Regions from separate parts of the Sus scrofa genome. Here region 2 is linked to region 1. The links are chromatin contacts, called in public HiChIP or PLAC-seq maps. All regions are on one chromosome and are shown on one strand. The core of a region is the stretch at or near the end of the contact, and the rest is flanking DNA. Distances in the headings are between cores, read along the strand shown. Region 1 holds the start of MAGT1 (magnesium transporter protein 1). Region 2 holds the start of PGK1 (phosphoglycerate kinase 1).

Region 1 (7,254 bases), core at 1,418-3,917:
GTCTGAGATGTGATCACTACGATCATCTTCAAGCTGGCTTACATGACTTTTTTTTTTTTTTGACATATCACCGACATTTATTTTGAGCACATCTTTATTTTCTGACACAAGATATTGCAGGCTCATCTTGTTTTGTTTTGTCTTTTTTTTTCTTAGGGCTGCACCTGTGGCATGTGGAGGCTCCCAGGCTAGGGGTCAAATCAGAGCTATAGCTGCTGGCCTATGCCACAGCCACAGCAACGCCAGATCTGAGCTGTGTCTGTGACCTACACCACAGCTCAGGGCAACGCCGGATCCTTAAACTACTGAGCAAGGCCAGGGATAGAACCCACGTCCTCATGGATACTAGTTAGGCTCATTAACCACTGAGCCACAACAGGAACTCCCAGGCTCACCTTGTATTTTCCCTACCCAGCACTGGAATCAGCCATTTGCCTAAGGAGCCCTAATATCTTTTAGGGTTGGCATTTAGCAACCTAGATTTGGCTCTAGATTTGTTCTTTGATTTTGGAGTGTCATTGCTTCTAGTCCTTTCAGTGAGTAGAACTAGAAATATATGCTATAAAAGACAAATTTATGCTAATACCTTCAATCTAGTCCAACCCCCAAAATTGCTTTTATATCTTCCCTCATTTAATATTTGTATCTTCCCCCCCCCTTTTCTTTTTTTTGGCATTGTCCATGACATATGGAAGTTCCCAGGCCAGGGATTAAAACGGTGAACCAGCAGTGACCTGAACCATAGCAGTGACACCACTAGATCTTTAACCTGATGCACCAGCAGGGAACTCCTGTATCTCCCTTCTTCCACAGTGAGAATCCTGGCTCTTGATATCAATATTTTTACATATTACATTACAAACAGTATATTTTCAGAATTGCTATATTCATATTACTATGAAAAACCTACTTAGAGTTTAAAATTTGCTTGTAGTTTTTTTTTCCTTTAGACTAATGGTATATAATCAAAGTAGGGTGTTCCGCTACACAAGCCCCTGCAGTGACAACACTGGATCTTTAACCCACTGTGCCACAAGAACTCCATATTTAATCTTAAAAATATTAACAATGGAGTTCCCATTGGCTCATCGGTTATCGAACCTGACTAGTATCCATGAGGACTTGGGTTCGATCCCTGGCCTCGCTCAGTGGGTAAAGGATCTGGCGTTCCCCTGAGTTGTGGTGCTTCGGTGCGGGCTGGCGGCTACAGCCCCAATTGGACCACTAACCTGGGAACCTCCATATGCTACTGGTTCATCACTAAAAAGGCAAAAAAAAAAAAAAAAAAAATTTTAACTTCATTCCAAAAGGCAAAACTATACAAACTGGTGTTTTTTTGTTTGTTTGTTTTGCTTTTTAAGGCAGCACTGGAGGAGGCATATGGATGTTCCCAGGCTATGGGTCTAATTGGAGCTACAGCCGCCCACTTACACCACAGCCACAGCAACACCAGATTTAAGACTCGCCTGCGACCTACACCACAGGTTATCAGATCCTTAACCCACTGAGCAAGGCCAGGGATCGAACCCTCAACCTCATGGCTTCTAGTCAGATTCGTTAACCACTGAGCCAGAACAGGAACTCCAAAGTCATCCTAGTTTTACATATGATAAACAGAACTGGGCCAGACAGGAAACTTCTACTATATAGGACTTTTATTATTTTTTTAGATAAGGTAACTGGATGTTTAACAAAAATCAATTATGAAACAAAACTTTAAAAAGACATAAGTGCTTTCTTACAACTTTAGTTTTGCATCCATCCCCTGAACAAAATGACAATTCTTTTTAAAAAAGCATTTGCTCTCTATAATGAAATTTAAATCCCTTCGTGCCCAATAAATCTAAATGTGTGCATGAGTAAACACTTCAGAAAATAACTTTTGACGTCTGCTCTGTTCCGCTGACAAAGTATTCCACAAACTCTCGTTCATTCACTTCTAAAAATCTCCCTCAGTAATATTATTTCTGCTTTCCTGCTTCCCCCCCACACACCTTTTTTTTATGTCTTTTTGCCATTTCTTGGGCCGCTCCCACGGCATATGGAGGTTCCTAGGCTAGGGGTCGAATGGGAGCTGTAGACACCAGCCTACACCAGAGCCACAGCAACGCGGGATCCGAGCCGAGTCAGCAACCTACACCACAGCTCATGGCAACGCCGGATCCTTAACCCACTGAGCAAGGGAAGGGATCGAACCTGCAACCTCATTGTTCCTAGTCAGATTCGTTAACCACTGCGCCACGACGGGAACTCCTGCTTTTCCCGTTTTAAAAAATATTTTGGAGGCCGAATGAGGGACTTAAATAGCTCTGTCACATGGCTAGATCCAATTTTATTGAATACTGGGCAAAAGAGGTGTATTCCAAAGAATTCTAAATGAGTCTCTGGGGAAGATTATGTTTCAGCAACCTTTAGCCATCTTGAACTCGGAAAAGCCTCAACGCTTCACAACTGCGCACGCGCGTTTGAAAAGCCGCTAAGCGCGCCATTTTTACGTCTAAGGCAAGGGGCGGTCCATCATCCTTACCGGACCAATGAAAAACCTCCAGATTATCCTTTTTCTACTGGCCAACGGAGACCAATTAGAAGTGAACCTTTTTTTAGTGGGCGTCTAGCTGTAAAGTTCTGTGACGTAATATGAGGGGACTAGGGGCGGGGCTGAGCTGGACCAATGAGGAGGGCCAAAGGCGGTTTGCCTGTTCTCACGCCCAACCCTCAGACCCAGCCTCGGGAAAGTTTCCCCTCTAGGAGGCAGAGAAGCGAACGAGGCGGAAAAGAGAACATGGCAGCGCGTAGGTGGATGTGGTGTGTTTCTGCGACCATGGCGATGGCACTGCTGCTCGTTTACCAGGTTCCCTCAGCCTCTGCCCAGAGGAAGAAGGAGGTGAGGACGCTATTTCCTGCAACACGGGCTTTTCCCAACGAGTGGGGCTTGAGATGGTCTGTTTTTTCCTTTCCGATCCCTTTTTTCTGCTGGTTCTGTGTCTTTGGTAGCTCCACTTCCGCCGTTTTTGGAGTTGTGGGGTTCGCGAGAAAAGAAACTGTAACACCTTGTCTTCTGGGATTGAAGAGTCTGAGAGTAGGGTGGAGAAGGTGATAGCCCGGCTTCTTTAGGCCTGTGGATGTACATAGCTGCGAGTTTTGCCACTCATTTGAGTATGGGCCCCGTCAGGTGGTGGAGGGAAGTTCGATGTTAGGGCCATGGGGTAGAATATCTGAGTCTTTCTGCTGTCAGTAGATGTAACTCCCTTTTAGACGTGTAAGAGCTATATAGTTTTGAGCGTTTTCACTTCAGGAATGAGAGGATTAAACTGAAGAGCAAAGATAATGCTAATTTTTTTCCCAAATAATTGATTCGAAGCAATTTACCAGAGTGAAACTCAAACCATTTTCATTTGCTAAATATCAGGCGTGCCAGGCACTGTTCTAGGAGCTTAGTGTACATAAATTAACCAAACTAAGATCCCGTCTTGTGGAATTTACTGGCTTTGGCAAGTAGAGGAGACAATATTCTTTAGTCACCATTAAGCAATCCTAACTGGGAAATTTTAACATTGTTTTGAAACGTTTGTTACTTAGAGCCGTATGCTCTTAGAGCTTTAAAGATTACTAGCAATTATTTATGCTCTATAATTTTATGAATGAGGAAACCCAAGTCCTAAGCTTACACAGTTAACAGTTGCAGAAAAAGGACTAAAATCCTAGGTCGGTCAGTGTTATGCTATTTCCTGTCATCCCGTGCTTCTTTAGTACACAATACCTGTACACACACTTTAAAAAGATACCATTTAAACATCTCAGATACTTGTCAAGTTGTGCTGAATTTTAAAAGAACCTACCTTCTCTGTTTCTGAATATTTGTACTATTCCACAAGAAAAAAAAATAAGCTAGCAAGTTAAAATGAGTTACTTATTAGATTGGCAAAAGTAAAATTAAAAATATCAATTTTAGAAGATATGGTGAAATGAGCAGGCTCATACATTTGAACTAGAAATTCATGTACTTTTTAAGGAGGATTCAAAGCCACTTTTAATGTAGAAAACAAGAGGTAGAGCAATACACAATTTTATATTCTAGAAACCTTTTATGTTAAAAAAAAACCTATATGTGAGTGTATATATATATACAGAGAGAAACCTTTGTAAGGATATAGAACAGTGTCTGTCTCTAGGTAGTTGAGATTGTTTATTAGGGGAACACTTTAACTTTTTTTTTTTTTTTTTTGGTCTTTTTGCCATTTCTCGGGCCGCTCCCATGACATATGGAGGTTCCCAGGCTAGGGGTCTAATCAGAGCTGTAGCCGCCAGCCTACACCAGAGCCACAGCAACTCAGGATCCGAACTGCATCTGCGACCTACACCACAGCTCACGGCAATGCCAGATCCTTAACCCACTGTGCAAGGCCAGGGATGGAACCCGCAACCTCATGGTTCCTAGTCAGATTCATTATCCACTGCGCCACGACGGGAACTCCAGAACACTTTAACTTTTTATCTTACATGCTGCTATTGTCTAAATTTCTACAATGACTACTTACTCTTTTTTAATTAAATGAAGATTTTTGAAAACTAGTATTTCTTTTTTTTTCTTTTTTTTTAATTTTATTTTTCAATCAATGGAAAAATGGGCAAAAGACCTGAATAGACATTTCTCCAAAGAAGATACACAGATGGCCAGCAAACACATGAAAAAATGCTCAACATCGCTGGTTATAAGAGAAATGCAAATCGAAAACTAGTATTTCTACAACTTAAAATATTTATTCATTTATAGTCTTACTAAACTAGAAGCAAAAGAGCTTAGCAGGGGATAGATTACTTTTAAAAGGAATCAGCAATGAATTTTGTATTTTAAAGTTGTTAACATAGTGGATTTTATGTTATGTAAATTATATCTCAAAAAAAAAATTAAGGAGTCAGAATCTTAACTCCCTTCCTATCATGCCCACTGTTCAAGACCCTTATCACTCTCACAAATCTATTGCCATAACTGCCTAACTGGTCATCCTTGAACTCATCCTTCCTAGTGTTGCCAGAGATGCTAATGTGAAAAACTGAAAACCAAAAGGCTAAAAAAAAAAAAACTTGGTTTTGGAGTTCCCATTGTGGTTTGGGGGTAATGAACCCGACTAGTATCCATGAGGATGTGGTTTCCTTCCTTGGCCTTGCTCAGTGAGCTAAGGATCCTGTGTTGCTGTGAGCTGTGGCGTAGGTTGGCAGCTGCAGCTCCAATCTGATCATTATCCTGGGAACTTCCATATTCCCCATGTGTGGCCCTAAAAAAAGAAAAAAAAAACTGTTGCAAAGTATTAAAGGGCTACTATAGCCTGTCTCTGGTCTGCTTCTTCCAGTTTCATCTCAATTCAAGCTCCTTGTTGTACTATTCATACTGAATTACCTGCCTGCCTTGATATTTCTATACTCTCTTGCAAGTGTCCAACTTAGTGGTATCCCTCTTCTCTCTCACCCTACGCTCTTAGTCACCTGAGGGTTCCTGCTCTTTAAGTCTTAGCTCATACATTACCTTCTTCCTCAACTAAGCATTTCCTGGTTCCCTCAGGTAAGTGGAGATGAATTGAGCACATTGTGTTGTCATTGTTTAGGTACCAGTCTTTCCCATTAGATTGTGAGCATCTTGAATACAGAGATTTTTTTCCACTGAGGTATAGCTGACTTACAATATTATGTGAAACACTATGTTCAACATAGTGTTTCACAATTTTTAAAGATTATACCCCATTTGGTTATGAATACACTTTTTTGGCTTTTCTTAGGTTCGCACCTATGGCACATGGAAGTTCCCAGGCTAGGGGCGGATTAGGAGCTACAGCTACAGGCCTGCTCCACAGCCACAGCAATGCAAGATCCAAGCTGTGTCTGCGACGTATACCATAGCTCATGGCAAACGCCATATCCCCGACCCACTGAGTGAAGCTAGGGATCAACCTTGAATCCTCATGGATACTGGTCAGATTCGTTTCCACTGCACCACAGTGGGAACTCAACACTTTTATTTTTTTTATTTTTTTGTCTTTTGTTTTTTTAGGGCTGTACCCGCAGCATATGGAGGTTCCCAGGCTGGAGGTCTAATCAGAACTGTTCCTGCTGGCCTGCGCCAGACCCACAGCAATGCCGGATCTGAGCCATGTCTGGGACCTACACCACAGCTCACAGCAATGCTGGATCCTTAACCCACTGAGCAAGGCCAGGGATCAGACCCTCAACCTCATGGTTCCTAGTTGGATTTGTTTCCGCTGCGCCAAGATGGAAACTCCCACAGACACTTTTAAATTATTTATTTTCATACCAGCAGTGTCTGACAATAAACATCTAATTAATTAATTAATTGTGTGCATGTAGACTCAGGAATCTGTTCTTTCACATGCAGGTTTGTTTAGGGCACACAATCTAAAACTGGATTTTCTCATCAGTAAATAAGGAATAATATAGGCTGGTAGAGATATTTTATTTTATTTTGTTTTTTGCCATTTCTTGGGCCGCTCCCGTGGCATATGGAGGTTCCCAGGCTAGGGGTCTAATCGGAGCTGCAGCCTCTGGCCTACACCACAACCACAGCAACGCAAGGTCCGAGCCACGTCTGCGACCTACACCACAGCTCATGGCAATGCCAGATCCTCAACCCACTGAACAAGGCCAGGGATGGAACCCACAACCCCATGGTTCCTAGTCAGATTCGTTAACCACTGAGCCACAACGGGAACTCTATGCTGGTAGAGTTATTTTAGTTTTTACCCCTTTCCCCTCTAAATGAGCATGTTTTGGCCCATTTTATTAAAAAAAAAGATCACCGTGGTACTACTTAGAGACACTTAAAAATATTGCAGAACATTTCCCTTTTTTGTTGTTAATTTTTTTTTTTTTGTCTTTTTGCTATTTCTTTGGGCCGCTCCCGTGGCATATGGAGGTTCCCAGGCTAGGGGTTGAATCGGAGCTGTAGCCACCGGCCTGCGCCAGAGCCACAGCAACGCGGGATCCGAGCCGAGTCAGCAACCTACACCACAGCTCATGGCAACGCCGGATCCTTAACCCACTGAGCAAGGGCAGGGACTGAACCCGCAACTTCATGGTTCCTAGTCAGATTCGTTAACCATTGCGCCACGACGGGAACTCCTGTTGTTAATTTTTGAAAAGATCATTTTAAAAAAATCCCAGGTCTATCCACCATAGTAGATTTGGCTTTATTTTTATTTTTTATTTTTTTGTCTTTTGTCTTTTAGGGCCACACCCATGGCA
Region 2 (7,254 bases), core at 2,718-5,217, 230 kb before region 1:
TCTCTTCTCATTGCTTGTAGATTACCTTCCTCATCATCTCCTAGACTCTTGACAACAGCTCAGCTTCGAGCTTCCCCTCTGAGGACTCTACCACAGAAACTGCTCTGGCCTACATATTCCACTTGTTCTATTCTGCATAAGATCTGCACACTTTCCTTTTATACTTCCCCTAAACAATCCCAAGCTTACCCTCAGGCATACCAATCAGAATGGCTGAAATAAAAAATAATGACACCAAATGCTCGTGAGGATACAGTGAAACTGGTCACTCAGATACTGCTGGTAGGAATGTAAAATGATGTGGCTGCTTTGGAAAATGGTCTGGGGATTCCTTAAAAGGTTAAGCATATGACCCAGAAATTCCACTCCTAGGTATTTATGCAAAAGAAATGACAGCATATGTCCATACCGAGATTTGTACACAATGGTTCAAAATTCACGGAAGCTTTATCTGAAATAGCCTCAAACTGGAAGGAACCCAGATGGCTTTCAGTGTGTGAAAGGCTAAACTATGGAACATCCATACCATAGACTACTACTCAGCAATACAAAGAATGAACTACTGATACAAAACCCAACAACATGGATAAATCTCAAGGGCATTATGTTGGGTAAAAAAAAAAAATCCCATACCAAAAGGACATATACTGTATGAGTCCACTTATATAACATTTTTGAAATAACAAAATTTTACAAATGGAGGACAGATTAGTAGTTAACCAAGATTAGGAATGGGGGGAAAGAAGCCATGACTCAAAAGGAATAGAGAGAGGGAGAGCTTGGTGGTGTTCAAACAAAACTAGTTTTGCATCTTGACTGTGGTAGGAGTTACACAAATCCACACATGTGATATAGCAAAGAACTATATACTTTATTCCAGTGTCAAATTCCTACTCTTGATACTGTACTATAATTATGTAAGATGTAGCCAATGAGGGAAACTGGGTGAACACAGGACCTCTCTATACTATCTTTGCAAGTTCCCATGGATATACATAATAATTTCAAAATAAACCTTAAAATATTAATTTATTTGTAATAAGAATATCAAGTCTCTATCCCCTGAAATCTCAGGAATCCAGGCCCAGTTCCATTAAAAGCTCTTAAAGGAACCATTCTCACCCTCACTTCACTGCCCTGACTGGAAAATTGGAGTATTATGGCTCTTTTTAGAGACTTTTTTTTTCTCTTCTGCTCAGTTTTTCCCATTTCTTCTTCCACTACACCAAGGCTGTTGCATAACAAGTTACAACATGTTAGAGAAAAACTGTGAGGTTTTAAAAAAAAAATAAAAAAACAGGGAAGTGGGAGCAAGCAAAAGGGAAGTGCTTCACAAGTCAGCAAAGGAGTATGACTGGCAACCTATGAGAGGAAGAAAGGAAATGACATCGCAAAATTAAGCAGGAAATTTACTCTAAGGGCTATAAAGTCAAATGGAGTCCTAAAAAACTGAGGTAAAACCTGGTAATTATCCAGTCAGAAATTTCTGGCAATCTAAAATAAAGTTCCCTCCACAAATCAATTTCTTTTGGCAATTCAAAGCAGGGGCCCTAAAACTCAGCAAACATCTGAGCTCCCTTTTGAAAGACAAAGAGAGGAGGCAAGTGAAGCAGCCACTACTCAGGAGGCCCCACTGCTGGAACACTGCCAGCAACCACCACATAAAGGGACAGAAACAAAAAGAAATTTGAGCTGACAATGCATGGCTGTCTAGACTCTTCCAAAAAAGCAGTCCTACAATGTGACTCTCTGTTCAAGTGCTACATTATTAATCAGGGAAAAAAGCAACCTTCTGTCCTCAGGCCAAATAAGTAGAATTTATCCAGATTAAAGGGAAAATTATTGATAGCAACCTTCAGCAGACAAAAGGTCTACTTTAACCTGTCCTTGTTCACTATGTCCAAGAATTTAGAGGATCTGGTTGGTAGCCAAGGAGACCCAAATTCTAGTCCTGGCTCTGCCACAAACTTGTTAGTTCAGTGACCTTGGACAGGTCATTTTCCATCAGCAAAAGAGAACTAGCCAGTCATTTCAAGGCTCAGGGTTAATCTGTGTTAAATGAAACTTTGAGCCCTTGGGCAGAAACATATTTCATATTAGGTCCAGAGGGAGAAAAGATAAGCACCTCCTCTAGTCTCACTCCCAGCTGGCCCAGATAATTCCTCAAGCCAGTTTCTATAGGAAGAAAGGAGATAAAGCCCAAGACTGCAATTGTAGGAAAGCGACCAACATGATGCCCCAACTCTGTCTTTCAGGTGGTGCCTGAATCTGAAAAGGTCAGCCTTGGGCACAGTGGAGATGGGAGGAAATAATTAAAACTTAAAATCTAGTTGCATGCCAGTGTCCACTTGTCCTGTTTTTCATAGTCTATCCCCTTTCCTTAAGAGCAGCTGAGGAGTAGGAAGGGCTCTTATCTAATACTAGGATGGCTGTGATTCCTACTCCGTCCAGATTGCAAAAGACTAGATCATTTAGGAAAATGTGGACACTGGGTGTTTTTCATGGCTATAAGCTATTGAGTTCTGATTATTTCCACAGCAAGGCAGAGAAGACCACTTGCAAAATAATAGTGCCATAAGGAAACTAGAGGGGAGAGGAGAGCTACATGGAATTTTAGGGAGTTCATACAGTTCATTAATTCACAGTGCCTTCATATGTTTAAGCCTTAGGTAAAAGGAGATCCCCTACTACTTTCTGTGCCTGTTAATATCCAAAAGTTGCCCTCACTTGAACTGGCCCAAATTGGGAAAGGGGCTGGATCACATCATTCACATGCCCGCCCATCAATCAACCACTTCCCTAAAAGGACAAGACTGCACAACGCTATCAATGCAAGTCCTTATAGCCCCTGAAAGCACCACCCTTGGACCCTGTCAAGGTATATGAACAGTCAAGTCCATCAGTTCATACCTATCTGAATTCCTACACTCTGTTCCTGGTATGCACAAATGTACATGTTACAAAAAGGAGAAATGTAAAAGCATCATACTAGTAGTTTTGGCAAATAAGGGAGGAGCCATGCTAGTAGGTGTCCAGAGATCTACACGTGTGGAGTAAGAGACCCAAAAGTGCATGGGGAGCCTTCCCCACTTAATATCCTGCTTTTCTAACTACCTAGGAGGATGAGGTTGGAGAACAGCAAAAATGAGCAGCCACACCCTACTCAGTGTGTCACAACCCTGACGCAAACCCCATGGCCTGTAGTCCAAAGACAGGGTAGGGCAGCAGAGGCCTGTTATATAAGCCCTGCAAGGCCTCCTTCAGTTAGTCCCACCCCACCTCACCCTCTCACCGCCCCCCAATGCTTTAGGGGGTTCTAAATTCTAAACATTGAAATCAACATCCTCTGGTAAAGATGTCCTTTTGTGCAAGGACTTTGAAATGTGTGGGCCGTTCTCATTTATCCGGGATGGTGGCGGGGGTTGGGAAGCGCGGGGCTGGGGGACGACTAACCAAATGATCTTTCAAGGTTCCTTCCCTGAGGCCTTAGGGATCTGCAGGCTAAGCATCAAATCACACTTCGCCAACTGGGAACTGGAGGCCACAGCCTTTCAGAAATAAGAACAGCGGGCAAAGTAAGTCCCTGCAATCTGAGCTCTTCCTGGGTGTATTCACCCCCGCAAAAGGCAACTGTGGCTCGCTTTCTGGGCTGGGGGAAATCAGGTTAGAAATCATTTAGCCTGGCCAAATCTTCAGCCACAATGGTGGCTCTGTAGGGCTAGGACCCGTGGGGCCGAGACAAGGACGAAAGGCCACTATGGGAAGGAAGCAAGTCGGCCCTGCCCGGAGAGGCTGCGGCAGGACCCCGAGGATTACCTCATGACGACCCTCTTTCCCTTCACGTCCAGCTTGTCCAGAGTCAGCTTGTTAGAAAGCGACATCTTGGCAATTCAGTGGCGGCGAGAGACCGGGAGATGAGACTGCCGCAGAAACGACAACCAATTCGCAATCCGAACGCGTGGAAACTGCCGAGCACACCGCTGGCCCCGCCGTCCCTCCTCCCGCCCCGCCCCGCCCCTCGCCCCTCCCCTTCCTGGCCACCGCGCCCGGCTCGTGGTTCACGAAGACCGCTATTGGACGCTGCCTGAAGGCGCCTGAGTGCTGCCATTGCTCCGAGGTGCTGTCTGTCTGCGAGGGCACTGGTGGGACGTGTCGCTGCCCTCTGTCACGTCCAGCACGCAGCGAGCCGCTGGGATCCTCCGTGACCTGAGGCGGGAGGAGGTGCCTCCCAGCCTCCAGGTGGAGGGAAAGGAAGCAGGGTGGCGCGGCGGGGCGGTCCTGGAGAGAGTCTGAAGCCCAAGGCCGCCGCCCGGGTCCCCACGGCCGCGCCCGGAGTAGCTGCAGCGCCGCGCAAACCCACGACAGCCTGGAGGAAAGGGCCACCCTGCACCCCATGGAATTCCCCGCAGCCCTATCAGGATAGATGTAAATGGCACCTCGTTTTGGAAGACTTCTCTGGTTTCCTGGTTCCCCTAAATGGAATTTTCCCTAAGATTGCTAAATGTCCTTTAATAATTGAGAACTCTCAGAAGTAGCGAAAGGCCTTGGTTCCCCTGCTCCCCCCCCCCACCGTTTTTGTAATAAAAAGTGCAGTGTAATTGTTTACTATACGATGCTGATGGGAAATATATAGAGCGTTTTTCATATATTAACTAATGTCACAAAACTCGTGATCCTCATTTTACAGATGAAGTAACTGATGCACAAAGAGGTTTAGTAACTTGCTTAGGGTTTCAGATCTTGTAAATGGTGAATTCAAACTTGGGCAGTAAGATGTAGAAGCCATACTCTTTAACTGTATTGTAACATAGTATTACTCGGAACTAGGCACTCGGGTCCAACATGCTTACAGAATTGGCTAGAATGAAATAATTTGAGTCAGAAACAAAAATTTACCACATGGCACTTAAGGTCCAGGTAAGATGCAGGAAATAATTCATAGTGCATTGGTATTAAGACACAAGTTTGTCTGTCTGATAATGAGACACAGTTAAAAGATAATAATTTTCTTTCAATCCTGTCAGTGTGTATTTGGGAAATCTCTATGGAGTTACTCCCAACTTAGTCTGCATTTGAGGCCCGGACGGGCCTTCTGGCTTCCAAGTGATCAACTCTGCATGCTTTTAGCATCTACTTCACTACACTTGGGTTGCTGTAGTAGCGAGAAAGCAATTCCTTTTGGATAAGATAGAATAGCAACCAAGGGTGTCAGCAAGGAGAGCAAAACATGCATACAATCTGGAGTTCCCTTCATGGCTCAGGGGGTTAAAGATCTGGCGTTGCGGTGAGCTGTGGTGTGGGTCGCAGACGCGGCTCGGATCCCGTGTTGCTGTGGCTCTAGCATAGGCCAGCGGCTACAGCTCCGATTAGACCCCTAGCCTGGGAACCTCCATATGCCGCAGGAGCGGCCCTAGAAAAGGCCAAAAGACCAAAAAAAAAAAAAAAAAAAAAAAAGCATACAATCTGACAGCCTGACTTTAACAATACTTCCCAATTATTGAGCACTTACTGTATGCCAGGCATTGCACTAAACACTGAACATACATGACTAATTTATTCCTCACAATAGCTTTGTGATGTGGGTACTATTATATCTCTAGTTTACAGATGAGAATATTGAAGCTTAAAAAGATCAGGAAGCTTTATCCACTACAGATCTAAAGGAGCATCAGAGAGGCAAAGACCCTAAAATGGGAAAGAGCCTGAGACAACATTAAAAAGTCCAGTGTTGCTGGAAAATAGAGTGGAAGAAAGAGAGTTCTAAAATTATATAGATGAGGCAAGACAAAGGGAGACCAGATCCTTTGGGACTTATAACATGATAAAGATGTGATTTTTATCCCAAGAGAAATGAGAAGCCATTTGTTGTATCACTGTCACCTTGTATTCATGATATGTGAAGAATTCTCAAAACTCAGTGGTAAGAAAACAAACTCAATTTTTTTAAATATAGGCAAAGGACTTGGACACATCCCTAAAGAGAATATACTGGTAACAAATAAGCACATGATAAAATGTTTACCATCACTGCCATTAGGGAAATGCAAAATTAAAACCACAATTATGGAGTTTCCATTGTGGCGCAGCAGAAACGAATCCAGCTAGTATCCATGAGGATGTGAGTTTGACCTGGTCTCATTCAGTGGGCAGGGGATCCAGTGTTGACGTGAGCTGCAGAGCAGGTCGCAGACTCTGCTCAGATCTGGTGTTGCTGTGGCTGTGGTGTAGGCCGGCAGCTGTAGCTCCAATTTGACCCCTAGTCTGGGAACTTCCATATGACATGGGTGCAGCCCTTAAAAAAAAAAAAAGAGAGAGATGCAACTTTATCAAGATGGCTAAAATAAATGTAAAAATAATAATACCAAGTATTGGCAAGGATGCAGGGCCACTGGAACTCTCCCACGTTGCTGGTAGAAGTGCAAAATGGTACAGTCACTCTAGACAACACCTTGGCAGTTTCTCATAGAATTAAACCTCTACTTACCATATGACCCAGCAGTCCCACTCCCAAGTATTCACCCTAGAGATAAGAAGATTTAGGGCCACAGAAAAACCTGTGCACATGTTTATAACAGCTCTATTCATAATTGTTCAGATTGGAAACAACCCAGAAGTCCTTGAATGGATAATCAAACTGAGGTACGTTCACACAATGAAATACTGCTCAGCAGTACAGTGGAATGAACAAGCAACAACATGCAATAACATGCAAGCAACAACTTGCATGGACCTTGAGGTTATCATGTTGAATGAAATAAGGTACATTCAAGAGTTACGTAGTGTGTAAAACTCCAAATATATGACATTCTGGAAAAGGCAAAATTAGAGGAATGGAGATCAGTGGTTGCCAAGGAGTAGGGGGAATCGGGGGGATATGTGATTACAAAAGAGATGTATGAGGAAGATTTTCGTGACAATCAAACTATTCTGTACACTGAGTGTGGTAGAGATTGCATGAATCTAAATATTTCTTAAAACCTATAGCACTGTCCCCCAAATAAAATAAGTGGAAAAAAAAAGCCGTGCAGGCCAGTATTACATAACTCAAACACAATATCTGCCAGCCAGATTCAGCCCATGAGCCACGAGGTTTGAACCTCTGCTCTTTAGTCTGTAGTGCTCATAATAAAATATAGCACCTCAAAATAATCTATGGTGTGAGAAGTCAGGATAGTGTTTTCCTCTGAGGAGGAGGAGTGGGTAGTGACTGACAATCCATACGAGGGCTTCTAGGGAACTGATAATGTTCTATTT

The links. HiChIP or PLAC-seq counts read pairs in DNA pulled down with a chosen protein or histone mark.
Region 2: a contact with region 1 is called in an H3K27ac HiChIP or PLAC-seq map of alveolar macrophages. The contact joins the promoter of PGK1 here to the promoter of MAGT1 in region 1. A contact is called at or near these places in 1 of 5 promoter capture datasets (fetal liver), 1 of 47 Hi-C or Micro-C datasets (psoas muscle) and 1 of 2 datasets of contacts at active chromatin or transcription factors (alveolar macrophages).

The regions. Positions count from the first base shown.
Region 1 is chrX:61,953,924-61,961,177 of Sscrofa11.1, reverse strand. MAGT1 (magnesium transporter protein 1) reads left to right here and starts at 2,667. Exons shown (of 10, transcript XM_003135205.6): 1 at 2,667-2,884. The coding sequence starts at 2,672.
Region 2 is chrX:62,184,185-62,191,438 of Sscrofa11.1, reverse strand. PGK1 (phosphoglycerate kinase 1) reads right to left here and starts at 3,967. Exons shown (of 11, transcript NM_001099932.1): 1 at 3,817-3,967. The coding sequence starts at 3,881.